Linked DNA regions of Sus scrofa: region 2 is linked to region 1. The links are chromatin contacts, called in public Hi-C maps. All regions are on one chromosome and are shown on one strand. Each heading gives the region's core, a stretch centred on a gene start, on an enhancer-like site or on the middle of the called end of the contact. The rest is flanking DNA. Distances are from core to core; before and after follow the strand shown. Region 1 holds the start of LOC100621476 (ubiquinol-cytochrome-c reductase complex assembly factor 3). Region 2 holds the start of ROM1 (rod outer segment membrane protein 1).

Evidence for each region. Hi-C and Micro-C count contacts between places; a contact is called where the count stands out from the background.
Region 2: a contact with region 1 is called in a Hi-C map of retroperitoneal adipose tissue, with 1.9 times the contacts expected there. The contact joins the promoter of ROM1 here to the promoter of LOC100621476 in region 1. A contact is called at or near these places in 3 of 5 promoter capture datasets (fetal liver, fetal skeletal muscle and liver), 23 of 47 Hi-C or Micro-C datasets (alveolar macrophages, blood, embryonic fibroblasts and 12 more) and 2 of 2 datasets of contacts at active chromatin or transcription factors (alveolar macrophages and skeletal muscle).

Annotation. Positions count from the first base shown.
Region 1 is chr2:9,077,229-9,080,001 of Sscrofa11.1, forward strand. It overlaps LOC100621476 (ubiquinol-cytochrome-c reductase complex assembly factor 3), which reads right to left and starts at 1,421. Exons shown (of 2, transcript XM_003353827.3): 1 at 1,148-1,421; 2 at 1-1,068. The coding sequence starts at 1,267. The coding sequence ends at 916.
Region 2 is chr2:9,126,223-9,128,941 of Sscrofa11.1, forward strand. It overlaps ROM1 (rod outer segment membrane protein 1), which reads right to left and starts at 1,393. Exons shown (of 3, transcript XM_005660795.3): 1 at 350-1,393. The coding sequence starts at 939. It overlaps EML3 (echinoderm microtubule-associated protein-like 3), which reads left to right and starts at 1,458. Exons shown (of 22, transcript XM_003122621.4): 1 at 1,458-1,790; 2 at 2,630-2,719. The coding sequence starts at 1,769.

The sequences.
Region 1 (2,773 bases), core at 171-2,670:
CCCTTCAGTGGCATCGCCAATAGATCCTATGACCCAATTCAGAGTTTGACGACCACTGCAGTGAAAACCTGGAGGGAGGACAACCCCATTGCATTTAGGGAGAGGCTGCCCTCTGCCAGGCACTGCACTTCACATTCCTAAATTCACCTTCTTTACAACCACCTGCAAGATATGGCACCTTTTATGGCACAGGACTGAGGCTCAGGTTTTAGGACACGCAGGAGTTGAAACGAGATCGGATTCCAAGCACCCTCCTCTTACTAGTCCTACCACGGGGTGGGGGTGGGGGTGGGGCCTCCAAGGGTTAAAGACCACAGACGGCAGCATGGGACAAGTTAATTACTAAAAGCCCCTCCCCTCACCAACCTCATTCAAAGGAAAGTAGCCCAAGGTGTCCTCTACGGGCATTTACTGCACACGAGTTTCCAGGATACCTATGATTTCAAGAATGTCACTTGGTTATCCCCAAAGAACACTCCACACAGACCACATGACCTGAGTGGTTTTTTGAAAACGTGGTTGCTCTGCCTATTGGGCTTCAGCTTCACATGGGGGGCGGGGCAGGCGGAAGTTGCAGTCTTTCGGGCTCGCAGCACCGACCCCCAAAACACTCTAGACTTTTACCGGCGTCCAAACTGCAGAGTCACTCTCTGGATGAAGGAACATGATTTATTGGTTCCTTCAGTTAAGCCGCATCCGACGCCCCGGCCCGTAACGTAGACGTTAAAACACAGTCAGTACAGGGTTTGGGGGGCGGGGGGTAACGTGCTCACCCAGCAGCAGCTCCCCAGGACCCGGAGAGGCCTGCGCGTGGCATCTGGGTCTGGACTCCTTGCCGGCCCACAAAGGAGAAAGGCTGCCTTGGACTCCTGCGTGGGAGCGGAGGTCACGGCGCCCACGGGAGCAGGTCCGGGCTCAGGCTGACCTCCCGCCGCCGCCGCCGCTCATCCAGTTCTTCCTCCAAGCCACGTTCTCTTGTGTGGCCGCTGCCTCCTGCAGAGTGGCCAGCAGTAGCTGTTTGGTCCTGGCTGCCTCGTCCCTGCGCTGCGGGTCCTGCTCCGGTATCTCCTGCCGGGAGGAAGGGAGGGTTGCGGTCCGGGCCCCCAGCCCTGCGGTGCTCTCTGCCCGCCTACCCACCTGCTCCCACCTTTAGTATCGCCTGCTTCTGCTGCTCTCCCGGGGTCACGAGGACAAACAGCGCAGAGCCCACGCCAGCCCCCACGCCCCGCACTGCGCCCACGATCAGCGCTTTGCGCAAGGGCTCCATGACCGACAGCGCGATCCGCGAGGCGCCCTCCGGAGCCGCCCGGAGCCCAGCAAGGCGGCTGCGACGTCTCACCGTCCCCGGCGCAGGCTAGAGCGCCCCTCGGCAGGGGACCATAGAGACGAAGCTGGGCTAGAGAAGGCCCGGCCGCGGAAACATTTCAAATCCACAACGCCTGCGAGGGAAGACTGGATTGAGCTGAGGAGGCCGAGCCGGTCGGGAGGGGTTGACACCCAAGACCGAGCGTGGGGGCTTAGTGTCGTGAAATCCCGAGTGGGATTGCGAAGGGGAGGATGTGTGTCTTCGTGGTTACTGTGGGTTTTACAGTTGCCCAGCTCCGCAATGTCTTTGATAGAGGGCTGTGCTCTGCAGTTTCCTACAACAACTCATGCTTTTACAATACAGTACATAATGGACATCCAAATACTTATAAACGTCAATCCCTTCAACTCTTGAGCAAAAATTCAAAGCTTAGTGTACCATGTGGCGGAAAGCATATTTTTTTATTTATATATTTCGTTTTATTTTTCTTGTTCAACACAAACATTACTTTTCTCTTCCCTTAGCATGTTTTTTGTTTGTTTTGTTTTGTTTTGAATCATGAAAACTGGATTTTGCGTAACATCCCAAATGCGAGTTTGGAGAAGAAAACACTTCTTAGTTGTGGGCAAGTCATTGAAGTTCTTTGTGCCTTGGTTTCTACATCAGAAAATGAGGCTAATAACAATATAAACTTAGGATAATTAGGTTCATATGTAAAGCATTTAAAACAGTTTCTGGAGTTCCCGTTGTGGCGCAGTGGTTAAGGAATCCGACTAGGAACCATGAGGTTGCAGGTTCGATCCCTGGCCTTGCTCAGTGGGTTGCTGTGAGCTGTGGTGTAGGTTGCAGACGCGGCTCGGATGTAGGCTGGTGGCTACAGCTCTGATTGGACCCCTAGCCTGGGACCCTCCATATGCCGCGAGAGCAGCCCACGAAATGGCAAAAAGACAAAAATAAAATAGCTTCTGGCAAATAGCAAACACCATATAAACATTTATTAAATAAGATACAAAGAAACATGTCAATTTGGGAGATCCAGTAAATGGAAGAATCAGGAAATTCCAAGTCTATTAACCACGCTCTTCACTTCCAGGGCTTTAATCCAGATGCCGTCCCCGCCTTTCCCAGTGTCATCAGCTAGCGAGTAGAAATAAATCTCCGATTCTACCTCTTGGGATTGTCCCCTCCCCTGGAGGTCCCATAATCTCCTAGCCATGTCAGCCTCCTCTCCTCAGAAGTGATTAAGGGGCCAGGCTCCAAAGCAGATTAAAGGGAGTCTGTGGGGTGCATTGAGCAGGGGTTCTCTTCTCTGAGTTCAACCATCATAAGTATCAGTACCCATGGCTTTTGTGCCAGAGAATGAGGATGAGCCTTGGCCTGGAGATAGCCCAGGCCCCACCCAGCATCCAGAAAGTCCTAGGCTGCCCAGCACTCGCTGGGAGGGGAGAGGAGAAATTGGCAGAGTTG
Region 2 (2,719 bases), core at 143-2,642, 49 kb after region 1:
GGGGCGTTAGGATGTCTGGAGATGGAGGCCCCGGGGGAAGAGCTGCAGGGTACAGGAGTGGAGAAGGGAAAAACGAGTGAGACAAGTACTGACTGCTTTACTATGAGCCAGGCATGCATAATTCATTTATCTTCACAGCAACCCTGTAAGATGGTGCTCTTATCTCCAGTCTATGGACGGGGAAATGGGCCCAGAGCAGTCTGGTAACATGCCCCGAGTCACACAGCTAATAAACGGCAGAGCTGTATTCCATTCTTTCCATCACTAGACGCTATTGTCTGGGTGAGATGGGGTTTCAAGGGAGGAGAGGGAGGAGGAGGAAGAAGAAAGGGAGAAGCAAATCACTCACTCAACCACGTCCTGGTCATTGGGATCCAGGTAACGGTTGCTGACCCACTGGATCCCAAACCAATCCTTGTACCCATGGCTCCCGCAGCAGTGGTGTCTCAGCTGCAGCTCATCCAACAGCCGTTTGGCATGACAGCGTCCGGGCACCTCTGTGTCCTTGTAGTGAGCCATGGCAGTCCCCAGGCCCTCTTCCAGGCCGGTGTCCAGAGTCCCAGGTAAAGCCAGGGCTAGCCCCAAGGCGAGGACCAGGAGCCCCCCGCCACCAGCTGTGCCAGCCACCAGCAGTGGGCTCAGGACCCCTCGCCAGGGAGGGTACTGAGCTGCATCCAGACTGGCCCTGCTGGCTCCTGAACCCACCAGTCCTGTGCCCAGAGCCACTGCACTGGCTGCCAGGGCAACCCGGGGCAGGGCAGTGAATGGGCAGGAGGGAGCCAAGAAGGTGCCAAGGTGCCACAGCTGCACCAGGAGGTGGCCGCTACAGAGGACGGTGAGGCCACCGACCAGCGCCAGCAACCAGGAGAGGAGCCAGAGCCCTTGCGCCAGACGGATGCGGGGCTGGAGGGGCAGCACCAGGGGCAGCACCGGCGCCATCTCCCATCTCTGCCCGAGGGAGAGCAGAGCTGTCGGGGACAGAGGTTGGCCGCGGCAGGATGCTGCGTCAGCCCAGCCCGGCTTGAGCTGGGCTAATGCCACCGTGACCCCAATACCTTGGGCATCCTCCCGCCACAGACTTAATAACCCGCCTCCCTGTCCCCTGCCAGTCCCAATTCGGGATGCCTTGGCCTTGCCCCTTCGGAAAAGCCCCGCCCCCGGGCAAAGGGCCTCTTTCGTGACCCCGCCCCTGCCCCCTCGCGGAAGTGGGGAGGGGCAGGTCGGTTCTGCCCTGAGAAGCTAGGGGCTGGGGGCGGAGACCTCCCGGCCCGCGCGCCTTCCCAGGTCCCCAGGGAGTCCAGGGGCCAGGATCCCGGAAGGGCCTGGAGGGCGGAGGCCGGAGGGGGCCAGGGGGTCAGCGGGCTGGCCCCGCCCCCGTAGCGAGCGGCGAGGCCCGGACAGGGAGGGGTTACCAGGCGGCCCGGCCCCCCCCTGGCCCGGCCCCCCTCCCGCGCTTCCTGGCGGCTCCGCGTCCGGCGCCTGTTTGTGCTGCGGCGCTGGGGCCCGGGACGGCCCCGCCACCCTACCCCCGGGAGCCGAGAGCGGCCCCGGGAGAGTCCGAGGCCCCAGTGGGCCCGGGAGCCTTCGGCCCCCGCCCCACAGCGCCCCCTCCAGGCCCTTTCCCCGCGCCCGACAGCGCCCCCGGGGGGTGGTACGGCTCCCTTGCGCGCGCGCCCCGTGGTGCTTCCCCTTCCCCTCTCCCTGGCCATGGCCCCGGCGGCTTAGACGCCTCCTCCGCCGCCGCCGCTCGGAGCAAGCCGGGGGCCGGATGGACGGGGCCGGGGGGCCCGGTGAGTACGGGGTGGGGTGGGCGGCGTGCCCCTTCCCGGAGCGCCGGCCGGTCGGGCGCTGCCATTGCCCGACGGCTGCCCTGGGCGTCCCCGCGTGCTCCTCGGGCCCCGGGGCTCCGAGCATCCTCCACTATTGCTCAGGTCGCTCTCCCGAGTTACTTGGGTCCTCCTACTGTCATTTCGGACTTCCCCGACGTCATCCAACCCCCCCATGTTACTCTGGGCCCCTCGAAGTTGCCCTGCCTCCGTGTTACTCTGGGCCTCTCTGCTTGGTATTTTGGGTCTTTTTACTTCTGACCCCCCGCCCTGATATTCGAGGCCCTTCACTCTGACTCTGCTCTCCACCGATAACCTCTCTTGTCACTCTCAATCCTCTTCCTCCCCCGAATCCTCGGGATGACTGTACTCTCGTGTCCCCCGCTTCTCTCCTGGGGCTCCCTCTCAGTTTCTCTGCCTTCCCTGGAGACCTGAACTTGCTCTGGGCTGGGCCCTGTCGTCCCTCACCAGTACTGCGCCTCCGTCTGGTCTGTGGTTCCCACGTTCCTCGGCAGTACTCCATATTTCCCCCCTGGTACTCCATGGTACTCCCTGTCTTTGCGGAGGCTGGGACGGCAGCAGGAAGGGAGCTCTGCCAGGTTCCTTGCCTGCCCTGCCAGAAGGAGGCCCTTGATCCCTTACCACCCGTCTCCTCCCCTCTGGGAGAGCTTCCAAGGCTGGAGCTGCTGGAAGGGGGCAGTCCTATTGGATAAACGTGAAAGTTGGGGTGGGGGAGAGAGTCCCGCGCTGCGCCTTTCCCCACGTGGTAGGTACATTCTGAGGGCTTCTTGTCCCTTTGCCAGCTGAGGGCCCTGCTCAGGAGGCCTTGCAGTCCCTGAGCCGGCGGCTTCAGGTGCAGGAGAAGGAGATGGAGCTGGTAAAGGCAGCCTTAG